2 separate regions of the Gossypium hirsutum genome follow, and region 1 is linked to region 2. The links are chromatin contacts, called in public Hi-C maps. All regions are on one chromosome and are shown on one strand. Each heading gives the region's core, a stretch centred on a gene start, on an enhancer-like site or on the middle of the called end of the contact. The rest is flanking DNA. Distances are from core to core; before and after follow the strand shown.

Region 1 (4,173 bases), core at 950-3,449, 200 kb after region 2:
CTCAGCCTTTGCCTTTTTGTTGCTTGGAGACCTCATTGGTGCCTTGATGATTCTGGTGTTTTTTGTGGGTTTCGTACGTTGGCCTCATAGAGGTATGTTTCTATGGCCTATTACAACATATGCTTTTTCGGACCTTAGTCCCCTTTCCCCTCCTCCTCTATGGCGGTGTTGTTTTCTCGGTCACTACGATTACTAGGTGGCTTGGTGTGGGTAAAGTCTTGGGCTTTGATTTGTATATGTTTGTGCTTCAGCCCATTGTTTGTAACTAGCTTTTAATGAATGGATTTTTATTTGAAAAAGAAGGTAAAATCTTAATTAATGCTAGAAAATAGAAAACCCATTCAAGAAGGTGTTTCTCCCTCACCAACATGATCTTCTTCTAATGGGAAATAATATATATATATTAAAAATGTAATTGAGGTTTTTTTTTATTGATACTATAAAGTATCCATCATAGGTGGGAAGGATTAATCCCTTTGTTGTGGGTGTTGGTCGAAAAGGTAAGCGGTTGGTCATGAAATATGCTCTATTCCCATAAGCAAGAATTGAACCCCTAACCTCATGGTTGATGGATGAAGTAAGCAATTACTACACCATATCTCATGATTAATGTAGTTAAGTTTAGACATTAATTTTTTGTTTATTTAAAAGTAATTTTCTTTTTCATAAATTTTCAAACCCATTTAAAAGTTAATCTTAAACTATGGTAATTTTAATAAATAAAAAGAAATCATATATATTATTATTATAAGGTTTCATCTAAAAAAAATAAAGAAACAATCATGTTCACATTACAACACTCTCCATTCGAAATACTTATTTTTAATTTAAATAAAATATTTCATTATTTTAATATTTTACTTATTATTATTTTTAAACTATTTCAGATTGGACTCATATTAAAAATAAACCAGGCTACAAAGTCTAAATACAAGCTTATTATACTAAAAACCAGCCCACTATTTCAGCAGGCCCTAATATTTTACTTAATTGAATTAACTTTTAATGTTATAATAAAATATAATTTTAAAAAAACACATAATAATTTTTATCAAATTAAGTTTATATTTTTTTTTTCAAATATAATAAGATTTAATTAAATTCATAGATAAAATTATAAAAAAATCAAATTATAACAATTATAACTTTTAAAAAATTAATTTAACAAAAAATTATTAATATTGTTATTTAAATTATAATAAATTAATATTAATATGACAATTTTTGTATGATTTTAATATTTAAATATTTTTCAAATTAAATAACACTAATATAATCGATTTCAAATAGTTAAATATTTTTTTAAGATATTTTTGTTATTATATTATTTAAAAAATTAATATTATAAAAAATATTATAAAGTTAATATACAATTGACTCATGCCTTATACAGGTTTACAAATTAGTATATATACTAATATTTTTTGAATCAAATAAGTGGTCGAACCGGTTAAACTATGGGTTTGATAGTCTAATCAGTCCACTCGGTCTAATTAATCTGATTAAAATTATTAAAAACTAAAAAATAAAATAATAATAAATTTAAAATTTTGATTCAACTGAATTAATAATTTTTTTTACTCGATTCAATAGGTTTATAATGGTTCCTGAATCAACTGGTTTAAAACCCTTATCCGAATCCAATTTAAACAAATTTAATCCAATCTAAATAACATTAATATATACACAACCCAAACAAAATTATAAAATTTTATCATCAATTTAATTTCAAATATTTTTTTTATCCTTTCTCTGTCCCGTAAGTCGAATTTCATTTGTCCTCTTGACTAAACCTTGATAAATATAATAATTCTCATTATTTAAAGCCAGTGCAGTGGCGACAAAATTATGGTGTTGATCTATCATTTTGAATGATTCAAACTGAATTCAATTGACAGAAGAAAAAAAATATTTTTACTTTTTCATTTTTTAATATTTTATTATTGATAATTTAAAGAAAAATATATACTTTATATTATAAAATAAAAAATCCAATTGAATTGGAATATATATTTTTAATTTTTGAATTTATAATGAATTTAGTTACCATCCTAATAAAAATTGAATCCAACTAACTTTGTTTTTTTTTTCGTTTTTCATCATGTTTTGGTCAGATGAAAGCAACTCGCAATATAGTATACGTGGGAATTGGCTAAACAAGTCAAGCATTGTCGTAAATCTGGAAATATTTAGTCAACCATCCAGCTGTTGGAAATTAGTTTAGAGGTAATGCTTGAAAATAGAACATCCACTAAAGGCCTTGATGGGTGCGGGTAGAAAACCCAAAACCATCTCCTCCCGCAACTCGTAAGACTAAAATTATTCTTGTCTCACCACCTAAGTACGTCCTTAGACCCACTTAATCTATGTTACCTTCATTTGTGATTAGAGGTAAAGTCAGAATAACTTTTTAGGGGTCGAATAAAAATTTAAATTTTTTATAGTCAATATCTTTATAATTTTTAAAGGAATAAATCGAATTTTTATAATTTTAGGGGAACTAAAGTGTAATTTTACCTTTAATAATTTAAAATTTTAAAATTTTTAAAGGACCTAAATAACAATTTTCCATTTTAGGGGGGCTAAAGCTCCTGCCAGCCCCTTAGATTCGCCTTTATTCGTAACCCACTTCATATGATATATTTATAAGTATCAGTTAAATAAATACAAGCAAATTTTTTTTTATGAAAAAAAAGTATAAAATACCTGCCCTCCGAACTCCCACCACATATGTGACATTATTCCAACTGTCACCATTTAAAAAAAAAAGTCGTGAATGTGAGTTGAGTATTGTTACCAAAATTAGAGTTTTATAAATGTTTATTTTTAAATATGTTTATTATATTATGCAGGGCAGGCAGGGATGATGTAGGGTGGGCGGGGATAGGGCAGGTACAAGGTCATACCCATGCTTGTCCCACCACTCAAGGTGGGTCTAATTTCTGTCCCCATCCTCGCCCAATTAGGGGCAAAGTAGGGCGGGACCTCGAGAAACCTACCCCACTGACGCCCCTAGGCGTTTAGCATAATTCATTTAGATAGGTAGGCTTCTTCCCATCAATTTCGCATCTGGAATGAAACAAGTTAATAATATAAATAATATTTAAGTACATGTTGTTAGACTCGTTTAATGACTGGATTACTTGTTTAAAATATGTAAAGGGTTTAGAAAAAATATATTATGTTTGATAAAAATATTAGGTCTGTTTTAAATATGAGTCAAATTCAAGTACTAATATTTAAAGCCTATACTTAGTTCAACCTTACTCAGTTTCAAATTTATATTATTTAATTTATATCATATAAAGATTAAGTATATTAGACTAAAATTATAAAATAGTTTAAATTGTTTATGGTAGAAACTTAATATAAGAATATATATAATGGTAGTAAAACATATAAATAATTACTAAATATTGAATAAAAACAATTATATTTTTTATTTTAAAAAATAAAGCTAGATTTAAAAAAATTAATTAATTTTTTACAAATATGAATAAATTTAGACAAAAATCAGAATAGATATTTTAGATTTGAATTTCAACTTGATTACTTTCTTACTGCAACTTCTAATCGATTGAATTTAAAATCTATAACTATCTTTAAAACTTGTCTCTTGCCATAGAATAGATTGAAACAAATTGAAGTTCACATATCATATTGTATAAAATTGATATTTAGCCTCTATAATTTCTATTGATTGCATCTAAAATTATTATATATATATACTAAGTTATGGCATGAACTATTTTACTCCATTGATTTACGGTGCTTTAGACATATCATTTATAAATATTTTATAGTCCGCCCTATTTGTGTTATATTTTATGTGTTTAAAATATAATAGTTTTTTACAAAAATGTTACATATTAATAATTTATTTAATATGAATCTTACCGTGCTCATACTATTTTAGTTTTCATGTGTTTGTGCTGATGTCTTTATTATATTTCATATAAATTTGTCATAATGTTTTAGTTGTTAAGTCTAAATAAATTTACTTAAAAATTGATATTATATTATTGTAAATATTGTTTAAAGTCATAATTCAATTTCCGAAAGGTATACTCTAATATTGATATACATGGTCTAAACATAATTGATCTTATAGATTCTAACGAGCGTTCAACAGTTTAATTGTACTAAATAAAAATGATTTGATGGTCCAACTCA
Region 2 (4,017 bases), core at 1,211-3,710:
TATAGTTGTAGTACATATATAGATAGATAAATATATATGTGTAGAAAAAATGGGTAAGCTACATTGTAAATCATCTAACCATATTTGAGTTTCTTTTTTTGTCACATAACTATAAAAAGTTACAAAATGGTCACTTCAATAATGTATTTGTCTTTTTTTTTTGTCAACAAGTTAACTAAGTAACAGAAAATGTCATGATAGTTATAAAAATTGACGTAATAACAAATTCAGTCTTCACATTCATACATTTGTGTCAAAGTTTACACAATATGTAATTTGATCCTAATTCTAGAAAATTATACAAAATATACTCGGAGTAAACTCTAAAATGACATATTACAAAACCTTCCCATGAATCATAACAAGAAAAATGTTAAAACTTTTGTAAGATCCAAACAGAAAACACCTTAACAATTGGTATCTAACATAACATGGGTGTTATATACCAATAATCACCAATAGGAAACCCGAATGAGATCCGGGTAGCTTGCCCGCAACTCGGCTAAGCCCTACCAGATAGATATGTGTGAGGCGTACAATGAAAGAATAGCCAGTGGAGCTTGCGATATCAACTCACATGAGCCGAGGGGAGTTTGTGATCCAAGCTCGCATATACCAAGGAATTCGCATGTAGAGGGCCACAAGGTCTAACAGGCAATCCAAAACGGTACACATGTTCAACATGTTCAAGGCCTGCTCAAAATGTCAATCCAATGAATAAAGGTGTCAAGTCCATAAATAATGGAGTTAAATCATGAACAGTGATAATATGTATAAATATACAAATATTTTCTTTAATAAGACAGAGAAAATTACTCAACAATTGAAAAAGAACAAAATATTATAAAATTATCAATAGAATTTTACTAATTCAAACGCCATTCAAGCTTAACAATTTTGATCCAAATAGAATTTTGTTTGTAGCTTAAGACCACCATCTCTCTCTTAACACTCAATTTTTGTAAAATAATTTCAAAAACCAATCCATCAAACTATTCATGTAATTTGCCTTTTACTAATTTAACATCAGTTTTAAAGATAAATTGTATCATGCCATAGCTTACACATTTTTAGAAGCAAAAATTTGAACTTAATGATTTAAAATCCTTCATAGATATTGTTAAAACAAACAAATGTAAAAAGAAACCTTAAAATCAAGTGAGAACGAAAGAAGAAGAAAAAGACACCACAACAAAAACACAAAAGTCAACCTTTGTTAAGGTTAGCCAATGCCTTTTTTTTTTGAAGTTCCCAATGGTGAAAATGAAGCATGGGGGTGTAGTAATATGCTTAAATTTCAAGCCAATTTGATTATCGAATTTGGAGATTGGGCAAAGAGAATTCAAGACTTTGAGCGTAGCTCTAAAGGAATCAGGGCCAATTTTGATAAAACACTAGTCAGATTTGGAAAGAAGAAGAAAAACGAGTTTAGGGATGTGTTTTAGACTTAAGCCACTGCTAGTGACCGATGGTCAGTAACCTGCGAGTGATAGTTTTATCAAATATTGGATTTTGGGTTTTGATGAAGAACATGAATAACAATGGAAAGGAAGAAGAGAAGAGTAAGGGGAGAGAAGAAAAAAAATGGAGAGGAAATAGAAAATAACAATTTTTTTTTTAGAATTATAAGTTTTGAAATTTAAAATTATTTCTTTTAATCTTCTTATAATATTTGTAATTTTTAGAATTAGATTAAATTAAACAATGTGTAAATGTTAATAATTTTTTTTTTAGAATTAAGATAAAATTAACACAAATGTGCAAATGTTGATGGTCAAACTTGTTATTATGATAGTTTTTATAATTATCACTTTTATCTATGTTACCCTTAATAACTGATGACTAAAATAGATAGCATTCTGTAACTTAGATAATAAAAAAGAGTTTATCCTTAAAAGAAAGTAAAATTACGTTTAATGGCATTAAACTATTAGTAAGTTTATGTTTTGGTGACTCAATTTTAAAAAGTTATAAAATGATTATTAAACTATTCGAAAGTTTTCATTTAGCTCACTAAACTATTAAAATTGTTATTGTATGATCTTCTTTGTTCGCACCGCCTGTACCAATAGAAAGCTCTCATCATCTCTCTTCCACAATTCAATTTCTTTTTAAGAAACAACTTTGAATGTTATGAATTTGTAAACCAAAATCCAAACAACTTTCTTCTATGATCTCTAACACTCATCGTCAAATTGACTTAGATCGACTATATGTTTTTCTACTTGCCAATGGGTACTATCCACTATACTCATCGTTGAATCAATGCTTGGAGCTTGCTAACTGAACTTTATTTAAAAGGAAAAACTTAACAGCCCAGTGACTTAAATGAAAACTTTCGAATAGTTCAATGATCATTTTGTAATTTTTTGAAGTTGAGTGATCAAAATGTAAACTTTCTAATAGTTTAGTAACCTTGGATGTAGTTTACCCAAAGAAGCGAAACGCAGTCGTCGCTGTTATATGGGTGGGCTGGGGTTTGGGTAAAAAGTGGCGACTTGAGACAGCGGACGGAACAGCAGAAGAACATCGATAGATAGAAGAAGGAGATGGCGGTGAGAGGTAGAGCAGTAGAAACGCTGCCAAAGCTGATGAGGAGCCTGAGGAAGGACTCGGCTTCTTCAACAGTGACTCGAACTCCAGCCTTGCCCTCCCTTAGACGCGCTTTCTCTCTCTACGATCAGATCAATCTCATCGACAATGTTCCCGATGACCAGCTTCGTTTCCAACGGTTTTTCCTCTTTTCTCCTTCACTTATGTAAAACAGAAATTCCAACTCCTTTTCTTCAACACTCGCCTTAATTTTCATCTGGGTTTTTTTTTTCTTAATTGATTTGGCAGATATACGGAAACAGGATTCACTGTGAACGGTATCAACTATGAAGGCAGCTTGCTTTGTGTGGGAAATTTGGTCACTTCTTGGGGCCCCCGTAAATTTTCTGAAATTACTCCCCAAAGGTATTTGCTTCATTTCAATTCTTTTCTGGTATGCTTTCTTAATTAGTCTAAAATTAATTATGTCTGTTATATTATCTCCATTGGTGGAATTAGTTCTCTTCACTTTACCTATTTACATAATTTATCCTACTATGGAATTCTTGAAAAGCTTCACCGTTTAGTTTATGTTTCCTAATCTCTTGGGTTAGTGCCGTCTCTTCATTATGCTTAAGTTTCAGGTGGCTTGATTGACTAATATTTGTCCCTCCACTATATAAAAATGAAAATTTCCAACTTTTGGTCTCTTCCCCATCTCATATTTCGTCTTTATTGTACTTTTTGCAGCTTATCCATCTTTCAAATTATACGACCTATTCCAGGTGAGACCTCAAATAATATTATATATATGTGTGTGAAGAACAAATTCAATACCTGATAAAAGTGTATCGATGATGCATCCCCATTGACCAATCATCTTGTGGACCTAATTCTAGTTTTATTCACTTGGGAATTAAAATAGAACTTTTAATGCAGGGATGCACGCTCATGGCCCTTAGCCTTGGGAGCGGGGAATAATAATGGGTATTTCATTGCATGATCAGCATTATTTTGCTTGTGTTTAGCATTTCTGTAGTGTCACCTCCTGTTGTACCTGGAGAACCTAAGGAAGCTGAGAATAATTTCCTAATGCAGTTAGACTATAGAATTAAGCTTGATTTTACATGCACTTCTGTTTTTTCTTTTCTTCTAGTTTTGATTCTCATGAAGCATTTCTCTCTTGTTTATTTTAGAAATTTTGATTCTTGGCTGTGGAAGGTACATTGAACCTGTAGATCCGGAACTCAAACGCTTCATCCGATCTACTGGCATGAAATTGGAAGCCTTAGACTCGGTATTGTCATTTTCATTGGAGTATTTTAGTTGATACCTAAATTTGACAACTTAGTTTTGAAATTTTGTGTTTGTAATTGCTTGAATATCACTAATTTTCCACATGGCAGAAATGGACCTTCCATCCCCAGCTTGTCAATCTATTTCTATCCCTTGCATGATTGAGGTTGAAGGCTTCTCATTTATGTG

The links. A called contact is a pair of places that touch in the nucleus more often than the background predicts.
Region 1: a contact with region 2 is called in a Hi-C map of leaf, with 2.1 times the contacts expected there. The contact joins the enhancer-like site here to the promoter of LOC107896300 in region 2. A contact is called at or near these places in 2 of 34 Hi-C or Micro-C datasets (both in leaf).

What each region holds. Positions count from the first base shown.
Region 1 is chrA05:81,942,907-81,947,079 of Gossypium_hirsutum_v2.1, forward strand. No RefSeq gene overlaps it. Among protein-coding and RNA genes, the nearest start is that of LOC107960346, 19 kb to the left of the region's middle. Within about 2 kb of position 2,200, at least 1 of the 9 cell types and tissues checked has an H3K27ac peak or open chromatin away from gene starts, as enhancers often do. A contact at or near this core is called in leaf, where this site is marked.
Region 2 is chrA05:81,742,285-81,746,301 of Gossypium_hirsutum_v2.1, forward strand. It overlaps LOC107896300 (NADH dehydrogenase [ubiquinone] 1 alpha subcomplex assembly factor 3), which reads left to right and starts at 2,461. Exons shown (of 5, transcript XM_016821445.2): 1 at 2,461-2,731; 2 at 2,842-2,958; 3 at 3,283-3,317; 4 at 3,729-3,829. The coding sequence starts at 2,550.